Regions from separate parts of the Mus musculus genome. Here region 1 is linked to region 2. The links are chromatin contacts, called in public Hi-C maps. All regions are on one chromosome and are shown on one strand. Each heading gives the region's core, a stretch centred on a gene start, on an enhancer-like site or on the middle of the called end of the contact. The rest is flanking DNA. Distances are from core to core; before and after follow the strand shown.

Region 1 (7,605 bases), core at 3,663-6,162, 110 kb before region 2:
CCTGAGCTCCTGACCTCTCAGGAGCTAGGATCCTAAAACTCAAACGTACTGTTTGAAAAGACAGAAGTGGCTAAACCGTTAAATAGAGATAAAGACACAAGTCGAAGAGCCAACTAAGTTGATATAGCCTTCTTGTCTCATAGAAATTGTCATTTATTCAAGAGATTTTAGAAAGCATACAATCTTTATTTCTCACCAACAAGTTAATAAATAAGGCCACACTACCATCTAACCACTTAGTTATAAGACATCTTCATATTCTAACAGGACACCTGTCCATTCTATACCATTCTTCCCTTCTCCTCCCCTCCCGTCCCTCCCTCGCTCCTTCCCTCCCTCTCTTCTCTTGTTCTTGGTTTCCCTCCCTTCTTCTTCCCTCTATCTTTCCTTACCCCCCTGTTTCTCCCTTTCTCTCTCTCTCTCTCCTCTCTCTCTCTCTCTCTCTCTCTCTCTCTCTCTCTCTCTCTCTCTCTCTCCCCCTCTTTTGGTTTTTCGAGACAGGGTTTCTCTGTGTATCCTTGGCTGTCCTGAAACTCACTTTGTAGATCAGGCTGGCCTCGAATTCAGAAATCCGCCTGCCTCTGCCTCCAAAGTTCTGGGATTAAAGGCATGTGCCACCACACCCGGCCCTTTTCTCTTTCCAAACCCCTCTTCTCCTTTATTTTCTCCCTTCCTTCTTTCCTCACTTTCCCTTTTCCCCTTTCTCTCCCTTTCTTCCGTATTTATTGATTCCCCATGGCAGGCTTTAATTTAGGGAGCACAGAACAGGAAGGGGGCATTTTGTCTCTTCAGTGTGGGGTTGTCTGCCAGAAGCTGAGATTTCCATGTGTGCCCTGTCACATGCCTCTCTGTACCTCCAGGCTTCTTCGGGGGTCTCCCTGCACATGTGAAAGACCATCAGGCTTCAAGGTCTCTGGATGCTTGCTCTGAGATGTGTGTCTGTAGACAACTTTGTTGCTTTGAGAGCATCACAGTGTGTACTTTCATAAACTAAGACCCTATGGCAGCAGTTCTCAATCTGTGGGTCTCCATCTCCTTGGGGGCAGACTGATCTTTTCACAGGGGTAGCCTACAACCATCTGAAAACACAGACAACTACATTAGGATTCATAACTAGCAAAATTATAGCTAAGAAGTAGCTATGAAATTAAATTATGGTTGCAGTCACCACAACATGAACTGTATTAAAAGGTCACAGCATTAGGAAGGTTGAGAGCCATTGCCCAATGAGGTCACAGATAGTCTAATGTTCATTGAGATGTCCTTATGTTATGTAAGGCATTGCATATTTACATTAATTTTAAGAATACTAGTTAGTATTTTAGAGTGTGTTGTTGAACAAGTAGAGTGTAAATGAACCAAATGTGAATTTAGATTTGGATACATGTTCCTGTGTCTCAGTGATTTCCAGCATGTTGCCTGCCGAGGCATTGTGGGTATGAAATGTTACCAACTGCATATGTTTCTTTACATTAAAAAGACGCTTCATTATGGAAAACTCATACTTTTAGCTTTATCCTTTCTGCAGGAAATCACAGAGAAACAGGCAGAGGAGCTGTTTCTATGCAAAAGTCAATGCATATAGTAATTAATCTTTTGTTTGCCTGAAACTTTCACACTCACAATGTTTAATTTCCACATCCCCATTCCTGTTCCTTTGTCACGGAACAGTGGTGCTGCCACAGTTAATTAGGCAGCCTACATGCAAGTCTGGCTGCCCCCTTCTTTTAAAGTGCTCACTGGAAGCAGAATTCCTGTTTCCACTCATTCGGGCCTCACCATTGTGGTTCATCTCATCCTTTGCTTTCTGTTCAACCTTGGTGCTGTGCCTGGACACCACAGTGCAGGCCTGGGGTCCCTTTAGGCTTTGAAAGGTCAGGATTGATGTTTGTAAACAGTCCTTTAGGGACAGATTTTAAAAATGAAAATAACAGACAAGAGAAGTGTTGTCCAAAGGGCCTCCCTTGGGAGTAGATGTCTGGCCACATAGCTCAAAATGATCCAGCAATGTCTGAGGCAGCTTTTCTTTCCTGTGTTTCTTGAAGATTTGCTTTGGAGTACATTCCTTTAATTAAGTTTTCCCAACTCTAGAAAGCAGACAAGCTTGATTATCATCCTTGGCAAAGTAATGACCCGAGCCAGGACCAAGGCTCCTCCCCAGGGTGTTTGACCCATGACAAGATGGGAGCCTCACATCCCAGTGTTTGATGTGGGTTGTACATTTGGGGCTCTGTTGCAAACTCAAATTCATAAACAAAAACAAAACAAAACAAAACACCCCCCCAACCAAAAGAACAGCCAATTAACAGAGAGAATGAGTAAAAAGAGGTGTATGTAACCTAGCAACTGAGACCTGATGGGACTTTCATCCAGTAGGGCAACTTAATTAACTTCCCTATAAGGACTACAGCCTTTTCTTCCTGAGGAATCAGTCTGCTTCGGTGTCAGTGACTTCATCCCAATGGTGACAGAGGCTGGATGTTGTTGGTCATGAGAATAAACACTTAAAGATAAATTGTTAAGGGCTGCCATGGCAGAATACTTCCCTAACACACAGGAAGTCCTAGAGCATCAATGTTCCTGATGCTGTGACTCTTTAACACACTTCCTCATGCTGTGGTGACTTCCCTCAATCATAAAATTAGTTTCATTGCTACTTCATAAGTGTAGTTTTGCTACTGTTGTGAATCATAGTGTAAATATCAGCATTCTCTGATAGTCTTGGGTAACCTCCATGAAAAAGTCATTTGACTCAAATGGGGTCACAACCTACAGGTTGAGAACCACTGTCCTAGAGCCAACCACAAAACTGGGGATGGTAGTACATGATCATAATTGCAATAACTGGGAGGTGGAGGCAGGAGGATATAAAGTTCATGATCATCTTCCTCTATCTAATAAGTTTAAGGCTACATGAGGCCCTCCCTGTCTTTAAGAAGAGGGAGAAGGAGGAAGAGGAAGAGGAGAGGAGGAGGAAGAGGAGAGGAGGAGGAAGAGGAGGAGGAGAGGAGGAGAAAGAAGAGAAGAAGAAGAAGAAGAAGAAGAAGAAGAAGAAGAAGAAGAAGAAGAAGAAGAAGAAGAAGAAGAAGAAGAGAGGAAGACGATTGAAGTTTCTACTGCTGTCTTAATAAATTATCCACCTTGGTAGCTAAAATCCTCAATTGGTTGGTTACTTTGTCTTAGTTCTAAATATCTAAAGTCTGTGACAAGTGCCAGTTACCAGTCAGGATCAAGAGCTGCATGTTCTCAGGAGGCTCTTGGTGGGACTCCTTCCCAGACTCCTCCACCTTTGGGTAGCAGCTGTCATTCCTTGACTTGTGGTTGGATTGCTCCAGGCTCTTCCTCCATAGCCACATTATTTCTCTCGAGCCTCATCTGCCAAATCTCCCCTCCCACCTTCTGCCCTGCACCCTTCTTTCAAATGGTCACCTGAGAGAGCATTTAGGGCCTCTACTGATAACCCTGAATAAATGCCTGTGTCAGGCATTAGTCACACCTGACAAATCCCATAGAAGGTGACTGGAGACTGTTATGGTGAGTTTGCTGAAGAAGACTACTGGCCTGGTGGGATTGGCTGTGTGTGACTCTCCACATGAGAGGCTAACAATATTGTATGCACAGGTTCTTCATCTTCTGAAGCACTTCCCTAAACACGCAGTCTATAGAAAACACATGGAACAGATCACCAATGAGAAACTGGATATGGTTAAAGCAGAACCAGATGTTAAAAAATTAGAAGATGTGCTTCAGGGTGGTGAAATAGAAGAGGTGATTCTTCAGACTGAAAATGAGCTAAGTCTAGCAAGAAAAATGTTGCAGAGGAAGCCATGGAAGCCATTGGAGGAAGAGCCTCCTGCCAACCAGAAAAAATAGCCAAGATGATCACAATGTTTGGTGGTTGATGTGAATTAAATGTGTAATTAAATGTTCTGTGATGCTTAAAAAAAAGGTGACACCCATAGGGGCTAGGAATTAGATGTAGATGTGTTTTGTGGGGTGAAGAATTATTTTGCCTACTGAAAATGGCTCACACTGTTGGTGTTGACTGTCAATCAAGAGTGATGAAGAGCTTATGGTCATTATTACAATTAATGCTTTTATTCTGGTGGATATTGGGCACTAAAGCAGGGCTGTGGGCAGGGACCCTCTTTGTTGTATTTGCAGGAAGGGCAACACTGGCTGTATCTACTGTAGTATCTCTGTGCTCTGATGAACACCAGCTCTTACAGGTGGCATTTGGAAAGTTGTCTACCTTGTTTGCTGTGTGTGGATGGGTGGATGGATGGGCTTTGGTGCAGCTGTCTCTGGGTATTTCTCTTTTACCTGCTTTCCATATCTTTGGGCCATGGATTGATTATGTGTTGCTCTGTCTTCTTTAATGCTTCTGGGTCTTTGGGAATTTAGAATGCTCAAAGGTTAGCCCCATTTTGGGAGCCTTTTATCTTCATGTCAGCAGTTCCTTTAGGCTGTTTAAGGACTCATCCACCTGGGAGTTACATGCCTAGTCCTTTGCTTGCTGGGACACCTTCCATGGTGGTCCTTGAGGTTCTCCTACTTGACCCTCTCCTGACTTTTGTTTTCTTCCCATTTTCTTCTGTCTTACGGAGTCTAGAAGGTCTTTGTCTATCCGATGTGGTTGTGTTGCTGGCTTTTAAACCACACTGTGTTCCATAAGATCCAAAAGTGTACTTCCGTGGATAAATCACAAGCACTTGTTCCTTTCTTCCTCTTTACCTTCCTGAGGAACCAGGCCTGCTGGAAGACATGGCTGCCTCTACATCTAGCCACTTGAATCAGGAGAGCTTTATGAGGAATGCCATTGGAAGCCACTGTGGTTAAGCAGAAGTATGGGGAGAGGAAGTCTCCGGGCCATCATGTTGATCTTGACTGTGTATTTCACGAGAGTCCCAGTTTGACCTCTTCTCAGTCATCTGATTGCATCATCTGCTATCAAATGTCCACACCCGAGCCACTCAGGCCAAAAGAAACCCTTCAGTGTTTGGCATGTGACTTTCTGTTATCTCCACCTGGAAGGCCTAACTATCTACACTCTCATCCTTCTTTCACAGGCACTAGCCCTAGTTTCTTTGCTTTTGGAAAAAAAAACACACACACACAATCAGTATTTATCTTGAAACTACTATCATGCATGGTAGAAACTAGCAGAAGACCTAAAAGGCAATATGTGGCTTATAATTTCATAAAAGTAATAGGAAGCTTCTATGTGGAAGAAGGTTAAGGCTTCGGGAATGGAGGGAGAGATACCATTTGGGGATTGAAATAGTGACTTTGTGAAGCTAGTGCTCTTTCCAAATAATCCCCTCGGCAAATGCAATCTAAATCCAAGGTTTTTTTTTTTGGTTTTTTTTTTTTTTTGAATATGGAGTCCCTAAACCAACACTGAAGTGTTATTTACAAAGACAAAGGGGAGGAGAGCTAGCGAGATGATAGAGGAGGATGGGAAAGGCTCCACACCACAGCTTCAACCTTAAGTTCACAAAACAAGAATGCTTTTTGACAGAGTGGTGTAGTAAGGCTGGACAGGTGAATGAAACCCAGAGGACAGGGTTTCATAGGTAAATAGGAGGGACAGCAAAAGAAATGCTTAGGAGGCCAGCACAGAAGTTCTGACTTGCAGGGCATGGTGGCACATGCTTTTAATCCCATCAGTCGAGAGGCAGAGGCAAGTGAATTTGAAAAATGAATTAAAGGCTAGCCCATGTTGCAAAACAAGTAAATAAAAACAAAACAAAACCCAACCGACCAAACAAAAATTTCTGATCATTCACCAACATCTTCTTTTTGGAAAATACTATTACAATGAAACTCAGATCACACACAACAACTATCCGGGATTTCATGCTAGACCTAAACAGAACACTGTAGAACTTGACAAGAAAACATGAAGAGAGTTTTCTCACATAGGTAAATATCGAGCACAGTCAAGGTCATAGCCGAGAATAACCCCTTAGTGACTATTGAGGTTATAAAATGCTAATTTTAACCAGCATCAACCTTTTTTTTTTTTTTTTTTTTTTTAAGAAGTGCTTGCAGCTCCAGACAACCGGCCACCTTCCTGGTCAGAGCACAGGTGTCTGCCTGGCCCAAGAGGCTTCTGCCTCAGGTTCCGCGGGAGCCAGCTTGGTTCTGGGACTCCTCGGAGGGCAGTCTGCACAGGTGAGATTACTAGATGGCGAAAGGTAAACTTAAGAATCTTACTAACAGAAACCAGGACCACTCACCATCATCAGAACCCAGCACTCCCACTTCGCCCAGTCCAGGGCACCCCAACACGCCTGAAAAGCTAGACCTGGATTTAAAAGCATATCTCATGATGATGGTAGAGGACATCAAGAAGGACTTAAATAACTCACTTAAAGAAATACAGGAGAACACTGCTAAACAAGTAGAAGACATTAAAGAGGAAACACAAAAATCCCTTAAAGAATTGCAGGAAAACATAACCAAGCAGGTAGAAGACATTAAAGAGGAAACACAAAAATCCCTTAAAGAACTACAGGAAAACACAACCAATCAGGTGATGGAATTGAATAAAACCATCCAAGACCTAAAAAGGGAAGTAGACACAATAAAGAAAACCCAAAGTGAGGCAATGCTGGAGATAGAAACCCTAGGAAAGAAATCTGGAACCATAGATGTGAGCATCAGAAACAGAATACAAGAGATGGAAGAGAGAATCTCAGGTGCAGAAGATTCCATAGAGAACATCGGCACAACAATCAAAGAAAATGGAAAATGCAAAAAGATCCTAACTCAAAACATCCAGGAAATCCAGGACACAATGAGAAGACCAAACCTACGGATGATAGGAGTGGATGAGAATGAAGATTTTCAACTCAAAGGACCAGCAAACATCTTCAACAAAATTATTGAAGAAAACTTCCCAAATCTAAAGAAAGAGATGCCCATGAACATACAAGAAGCCTACAGAACTCCAAATAGACTGGACCAGAAAAGAAATTCCTCCCGACACATAATAATCAGAACAACAAATGCACTAAATAAAGATAGAATACTAAAAGCAGTAAGGGAAAAAGGTCAAGTAACATATAAAGGCAAGCCTATCAGAATTACACCAGATTTTTCACCAGAGACTATGAAAGCCAGAAGAGCCTGTGACAGATGTTATACAGACACTAAGAGAACACAAATTCCAGCCCAGGCTACTATACCCAGCCAAACTCTCAATTACCATAGATGGAGAAACCAAAGTATTCCACAACAAAACCAAATTCACCCATTATCTCTCCACGAATCCAGCCCTTCAAAGGATAATAACAGAAAAAAAACCAATACAAGGACGGGAACCACGTCCTAGAAAAAACAAGAAGGTGATCCCTCAACAAACCTAAAAGAAGACATCCACAAGAACAGAATGCTAACTTTAACAACAAAAATAACAGGAAGCAACAATTACTTTTCCTTAATATCTCTTAATATCAATGGACTCAACTCCCCAATAAAAAGACATAGACTAACAAACTGGCTACACAAACAACACCCAACATTTTGCTGCTTACAGGAAACTCATCTCAGAGAAAAAGATAAACACTACCTCAGAATGAAAGGCTGGAAAACAATTTT
Region 2 (7,559 bases), core at 3,091-5,590:
TGTGGCTGAGAAGGTAATATTTATACAACCACAGTCTGAGAGATAGGTGACCAGCTTATGGATAATTCTTGATCAATATATAACTTTAAAAATTGTATGCCTCAGAAAGTTTTTAGTGTCCCCCTCTTTCTATTCCATTTTCTTAGAGTGGACCATGTTTAAATTTTGAGTAGGTGTGCTTACTGACTCACTTCCATCTTGTAATTTTTCTTTTAGGATGCCCAAATAGCATTCAACACAGAGAAGTTTGCCCTATGGACTCTTCTGGAGTTAGATTACACATAAGTGTAAATTGAAAATCTACATTCTGACATGAGTCACTGAACACTCTGAGTCTGAGTTCATTTGCTTGTGACTTCAGTAAATGGGACTGAACAGGGAGCTAGCCGACTGTGACCTGGTACCTTGGTGGCTTCTGATACAGGCTGATGAAACTGGAGTTTGCCTGGCAGTCCTTTATAGTCATATAAAAATTGAATTTAGTCTAGACCCAGCTTCCTTCCTGTTCAGAAATATACATAGAACACCAGGAAGAACATTGAACTCATTATCCACTGGCTTGGACAGTCTCATGGTACCTGAACCTTTGGAACCTGGCTCTGTGTTCCCACCTGGCCTCCCCAGCAGAACGAGGAGCTGATCATAGCCAGAAATCTTCTTGATCATCATCTCTATTTCTGAGGCTGAGATGGAACTGTGGCCCGGTCTTCACAAGCTTAGGATCAGGTTTATTCCCACATGGAGGTTTTCCATTTCCACTGCACCCCCAGTTGCTGATCTCTTCTTTTTGTTTCTCTTCCAAAGACCCCATCTTTAGAGTGTTCTAGAGCTGAAAAGGGTTGAGCCCATCTTCTCTCTAAGCCAGGCTCCAGGGCATGGCTGAGTCCTCTTTCACATGCTGGGCACACACTCATCTATGCTTATGAACTTTTTGGATAATTTCTGAAAACATGAGTGGTCAGTGAAAATTTCTCAGGACTTCAAAACTGGCCCAAACCTGAGATGTTTCTTCACTGAGACTCATTTCGTGGATGAAGAAACTAAAGTGAGGAGAGGTGACATCATTTCCCCCAATTCAAGCAAATGAAACAGCAAAAGACATGGGCAGCTTGTGGCATTGCACCTCACTACTAAGGCTGTAGTCTACCACCTCTGGATAGCTCCATGCAAAATGGAGGACGCCCTTTTCTTAACAGGGCTTCCTCTTCTCTGCCTGATTTGGGAAGCCCAACTCCACTCTTCTGAGGAATGTCACGTAATCCTTGATGAAATTACAGGTTCAACCTCCTGGAACACCTCTCCATGCAAATGAAGTATCCCTAGAACCTTAAACCTCAACCAATGAAACTTTTACCCTAAGAAAAACCCATCCCCACTCTCCAGGACACACACACACACACATACACACACACACACACATAGCCCTTGATTCATCACAATGAAGTATATGTGCACAAGCTGTTTTGATGACAATTGCCTAAGAGAGCCATTTTTTAAGAGCGTGAATATCTAAAATCTGTAACAATGAAATCTTCAGAGACTACCCCCCCTTCCCCATTCACTGCCAAACTGGAATCCTGCTGACCTGCCCATTCTAGACTTTGCTTCATTCTTTCTGTCCTGTGTGCACCAGGGTCTGGACACCTCGAGGGAAGATGTGGATTGTGGAACTTGGCCTTACTCTATCCTTCCCCACTTGGTGTGTAGCAGGTCCTGGACATTCTAAGGGAAGAATTAAAAAAAAAAAAAAGGAACCACATGTGGCAAAGATTTGAATTTTCATACTGCCCGTGAACAGAGACACCCTCCATTGTTCCTCATCTCACTGCAGATGGAGTTCTGGGGGATGTGTCTATACAGTGGGAATGGTGTGAAGATGGCTTTAACTGGATGTTGTTCATTTGGCCTTTCTGAGTCATTTTCTCTGAAGTTTATTCTCATTTTCTATGATAGGACCATCCAGAAAATGTCCTTCACTCTATTAAATCCTGGCTCATGGGAATGCCCAGTGTAGTTCCTCTCAGCCACGGAATCTCCACACTTGGGGCCTCTTATAGTGATATAAACCTAGTGCTGCTTATAGTCTAATGCTAATTTGGGATTCCCAAGACTGGTGCCCATAGATGAGAGAGTCCACACTTTGCATGGAATGAGTGACCCGACCCTTTCCCCCCACCCCAGTTAATTGTGATTGGTAAATAAAGATGCCAACAGCTAATAGCTGTGCAGCAGACACATAGGTGGGGTTGAAGTTTCAAGGGCTTGGAGAGAGGACCATGAGGATGGAAAAAGAAGAACACACAAGAGGGAGAAGGAGAGCTGCCATGGGCTAGGGGCCATGAGAACATGGCCTAAGAGGGCTACCCAATTGGAGTCAAGTACAGCCCAGATGGAACATAGTAAATAGTAAGCAATAACTTGGGATTATTGATAGGAAAGCAGATTTTTAACAACATCAAGGGTAGGCAGCTGCCCAACTATTGTACTGCCTAAGGCTATTTAAAAATATAAGGGAACATAAATGTGTAAGGTAGGAAAGATACCCCGGGCTGGCATTTTTAATAATAATTTACTACAGCCCCTTTGTATGAGTTGATTCTGGTTAATAGATCCCAAAACAAAGAACAGAGGCCCAAGGCAGAGAGGAAAGGCCTCCAGAACTTTGGTTTGGTGGCTTGGCTTCCTAGAACTCTTGAAGAAGATGAACGTTTTTCATGTATCAATGATGTTGACTGAGCCTCACTCTCAGCTGTGAAATATAAGCTCTGTTAAAAGTCAGACACAGCGTGAACTCACCAGGACTGCAGCTCAGCAGAGGAAAAGCAACTCTAGGCTGTCCTCTACCTGGAGGCTCATTAAGTGGCCTGGTTTGATCTGGAGATATAACAGTGCTATTCAGCCCCATCTCCCTCCTCCAAGTGACATTTAAAGTCGTCATAATGTGACTCTGTGGCAGGCCAGAGGCCAGAACCTTAGGTCCTGGCCTCCAGGCAGGGTATGTCCCTTGTGCTTTGTGGTTTAGGAATGTGGGACTGCCTGGTGACACTGAAGGAGGAGCGCTGGAGGGCAGACGCAGCTAAACACGAGCTTCATTATGTAGGAAATTGGAGCAACTGACTAAGCCACTGAAGCAAGCCTGGGGTGTGAGGATGACTTCTTTTTGCCTTCTCCCCAAAGCCATGAGGCAGGAAGGTCTTCTGTCAAGGACACTGCAGATGCAGACAGAGGTTCTGAGGGGTTGAAGAACCTCATCTAAATGACACGATTAGTAAGTAAACAAGTCAGGGCTCCAAAGTGAGGGTCTGTAAAGATTTTGATGTACAAAACCACTTGTCCTTGTGTCTGTCTGCCTGTCTTTGCTTTTCCCAAATGCATATCCTAACCTATCTGAGTTTGCTTGTCTCATGGAACATGAAATAAGATCTTTGCCCTTTAGTCATGCTCAGGTTTGCCACAGTGGATCTGTGTTCCTGGACTCTGAGCCTTGTGTATGTATATGTATATCTGTATGTGTATGGTATGTATGTTTGTGTGTGTGTGTGCTTATGTATGAGATATGTATGTGTGTGGTTATATGTGTGGTATTTAGTATATGTGTGTTTGTGTTTGTGTGTGTGTGTGTGTGTGTGTGTGTGTGCACACGCCTTCTAGGGCAGGTCTCTGTCTGACATGTTCATCCCTACATCAATATTTCTTTTCATCTGACCTCTTCTAGCCTGTTAGTAGGGCATGAAGTCCCTTGGGCTAGAGGCTTTTGATAGCAACCTATAAATTGCTTTTTAAATAGCCTGATGATTATTCTTTATAACAATTTGCATTTCATTTTAATTAAAATACGAGTCTCCTTTTTACTCTTCCCATCTTCTTGGTGCATAGTTCGTTCATTAGTTTGAGCTTTGTGGCGCAGAGTTCTGAGCCCTCACTGCCTTTCACCATCCTTTTCAGTCACAGGCTTGGAGAGGCACAGTGAGGTGGACATGCTCAGGTGGACATGGGGACACAAACAGCCTGGGCATGGCCAGGAGCTCCTGGCAAAGCTCCTGAAAAGGCCAGCTTCCTTTTGGATGTGACAACACGAGGTTATAATTCATATATTGCTTCAACCACAGTGACCTGATCAGGTAGGTGACTAATCCCCTGGGTCCTCCTGCCTTGCCAGGCCTGGCTCCTCACTGGAAGATCCAGTGGCTCGAGAGGAAGGAAACAGTACTTTCCTCACCGTGGGCCAGGGGAGAAAGGGGAACAGATGTGATCCTGGCTTCCTTGCAGAGCAGCCCCTGTGTATAATCTGCCTCTTGCATTTGCTGTGAGTCCTGACTCACAGGGGAGACTTCGGGCAGGGAGGAACAGAAACCTGAGGTCTGGACTCAACAGGACCCTCCCTGCCAACCTCGACAAGGCCTGTGTGTCTTCTTAGTTTCCTGTCACTTGCCACAGAAGCAGGGTTCCAGTTGGTTTCTGGATAGGTCAGATGTAGCAACCTTTGGGTGGGTCCCTTGGGTGCTGGCTCACTGGGACTCTGCTGAGCCACTTGGGGCGGTTCAAGCACAGAGGGTTCTCTACTTTAAAAGAGTCAGGTTTTCCTCGAGGATTTTGCCTCTGCCTGATGTTGACAGCTGGCCTCAGAGGTCAAGCTGACCGTGTAAATGACCATAATGGATGACTTACCCAATGATTTTATTTAGTTGTTCAGTACTCATTGGATACTCCCGGGCTAGGCACTGTGTGTAGGACTACGTGAGAATCCAGCATAGCCCTTGAGACATGGGCAGGGTAGTGGCAGAGGGTATGGATATGGAACAAAACAGAGATGTCAGGAACCCAGAGAGGGTATGCCTTCTGGGGAAACTGAAGCTAGGAGATTTTCTGTCTCACTTGACCCCTCTGAAATTCTTGCTTTCAGGCTCTTGAACTGTGCAGTCTCTGTAGAGAGGGTGGAAGAAAAAGCCCTCTTTTGTAGTGAGTACTAGAGTAGTTTCCCCAACTCTCTTTTCAGAGTTCAAATCCCTGGCTCCTGCTTGTATTTTGTCTGTCACCTTCTGCAGAAGTTCTTGCATGGCCTTGGCTCTCCTGGCTTAGGGTCTGGCTGTAGCAGTTGTATAAAGCTCAGCCCTTCACCTGGATCGAGGCAACGATTTGAGAGCATTCACTCTAGAGAGCACTTGAAGACTGACAGATGTCCTCAATGGGTGTCACTCAACTTCTATCACACCCCGCTTTTCTTATTTCCTTAGAGATAAATCTCTCTGGTGGTCCTGAAGAGCCACATACATATTGTCACTTTCTGCACAGAGTCTGTATCTGGAGAAGAGACTATGAAAGTGGTTTTGATAACCCACTGAAAGTGGGAAATGGAGGGAAGAGCATGATGGGACACGATATAAACCCACTGCATAATGGGACAGAATATAAACCTGCTGCATGGTGGGAAAGGATGTAAACCTGCTGCATGATGGGACAGGATGTAAACCCACTGCATGATGGGACAGGATATAAATCTGCTGCATGATGGGACAGGATGTAAACTCACTGTATGACTAGCACAAGGGGAAATGGTAGCTGGCAGGTCTGTGGTTGTGGTGATCTGAATGTGAAGCGTTCCCCACAGGCTTCTGGGTTTTAACACTTCATCTCCAGCTGGTGGTGCCATGCAGGGAGATTATGGAACTTTTAGGTAAGGAGATAGAGACTCCCTGGAGGAAGGATTCCTGGGGGTGGGCCTTGAACTTTTATAGCCCCACTCTGCATCCTGTTCTCTTTCTGCTTCCTGGTTGTGAATGCAACATGACCAGTAGCCTGTCACTCCTGATGTCATGCTTCGCCTACCATAATGGACTAGAGGCCCAAATAAACTGTTCCTTCTCAAAGCCGCTTCTTGCAGAGTATCTTGTCCCAATGAAAGTAATTAAAACAATGCTATTGAAGGTCTCTGGGAAAAAAAAATGAGGGTCAGAGTCTTTTGAATTGATCTGTACCAAACAATAATTCTCTGGCCTTGTTTCAGGTTCACATAAATTCTCTTACTTTCTCCATTATTAACACAAGAACTTAGACTTAAGTAAACCAATAAAAAATGGGGTACAGAGCTAAACAGAGACTCAGGACTTCATGTTCAACATCCTTAGTCATCAGGGAAATGCAAATCAAAAATGATTCTGAGACTCTACCTTACACCAATCAGAATGGCTAAGATCAGTAATTCAAGCCACAGCACATGCTGACGAGGATGTGGAGAAAGGGGAATATTTCTCCATTGCTGGTGGGATTGCAAACTTGTACAACTACTCTGTAAATCAATCTGGCAGTTTCTCTGAAAATTGGTAATAGTTCTGCCTGAAGATCCAGCTATATGGCTCCTGGGTACAGACCCAAAAGATACTCCACCATACTACAAGGACACATGCTCTACTATGTTCATAGTAGCTTTATTCATCACAGCCAGAAACTGAACAACCTAGACGTCCCTTAACCAAAGAATAGATACAAAAATGTGGTTCATTTACATAATAGAATAATATTCAGCTATTAAAAACAAGGACATTGTGAATTTTGTAGGTAAATGGGTAGAACTAGAAAATATCTGGAGTGAAGTCACCCAGACCCAAAAGGAAATGCATGATATATATTCACTGATAAGTAGATATTAGTCATAAAGTACAGGATACCCATGACACACCCCACAGACCCCCACACCCAAAACAAGAGGGATGGCCCAAGTGAGGATGCTTGAATCTCACTTAGAAGGGGGAATAAAACTTTCATAGGGGCAGAGCGGGGAAGGGAACTATATGGGAGAGGGGACTGGGAGGGGAATGAGGGGTGAGGATCAGGTGTGGAGAGAGACAGGAGAGAGGACCAGGAGAATGAATGGAAATTCTTAGCTGCTGAGAACTGGGGGGATGGAGGAATCTCTAGGAAGCCCCAGAGACCTGGGATGCAGGAGGCTTTCAGGAGTCAGGCAGGTGACTTTATCCAAGATGTCAAACAGTTGGGACATGAAACTAGAGGAGGCCACCTCCTATAGCCAGACAGGACCCCAAGTGGAGGAATAAGGACACCAGACCACTCACAAAACTTTCGACCCCCAAATTTGTCCGGTCTAAAAGCAAGGCAGGCACAAAGATGGATCAGAGACTAAAGGAATAGTCAACCAATAACCAGCCCAACTTGAGATGCAGCCCATGGGCAAGCACAAATCTCTGACAATACTAATAATACCTTGTTGTGCTTGCAGACAGGAGCCTATAATATAACTGTCCTCTGCGAGGCTCTACCCAGCAGCTGACTGAAACAGATGAAGATAACCATAGCCAAATGTTGAACAGAATTAGAGGATTCTTATGGAAGAGTTGGGGGAAGGATCGAAGGCCCTGAAGGGGATAGGATCACCGCAGGAAGACCAACAGAGTTAACTAACTTTGTCCCTTGGCAGCTCTCACAGACTGAGCCACCAACCAAAGAGCATACACAGTTGGACTAAGGCCCCTGACACATAGAGCAACCTTGTCTGACCACAGTAGGAGAGGATACACCAAACCCTGCAAAGACTTGATGCAACA

Evidence for each region. A called contact is a pair of places that touch in the nucleus more often than the background predicts.
Region 1: a contact with region 2 is called in a Hi-C map of peritoneal macrophages, with 3 times the contacts expected there. The contact joins two enhancer-like sites. A contact is called at or near these places in 1 of 15 datasets of contacts at CTCF or cohesin (CD8 T cells), 3 of 484 Hi-C or Micro-C datasets (bone marrow-derived macrophages, liver and peritoneal macrophages) and 2 of 115 datasets of contacts at active chromatin or transcription factors (CD8 T cells and microglia).

What each region holds. Positions count from the first base shown.
Region 1 is chr12:25,279,064-25,286,668 of GRCm38.p6, forward strand. It overlaps the pseudogene Gm19340. Among named protein-coding and RNA genes, the nearest start is that of Gm46343, 21 kb to the right of the region's middle. Within about 2 kb of position 4,913, at least 22 of the 459 cell types and tissues checked have an H3K27ac peak or open chromatin away from gene starts, as enhancers often do. A contact at or near this core is called in bone marrow-derived macrophages and peritoneal macrophages, where this site is marked.
Region 2 is chr12:25,384,996-25,392,554 of GRCm38.p6, forward strand. It overlaps Gm36723 (a long non-coding RNA gene), which reads left to right. Exons shown (of 12, transcript XR_001780577.2): 3 at 217-3,268; 4 at 3,946-4,121. Among named protein-coding and RNA genes, the nearest start is that of Gm36723, 33 kb to the left of the region's middle. Within about 2 kb of position 4,341, at least 72 of the 459 cell types and tissues checked have an H3K27ac peak or open chromatin away from gene starts, as enhancers often do. A contact at or near this core is called in bone marrow-derived macrophages and peritoneal macrophages, where this site is marked.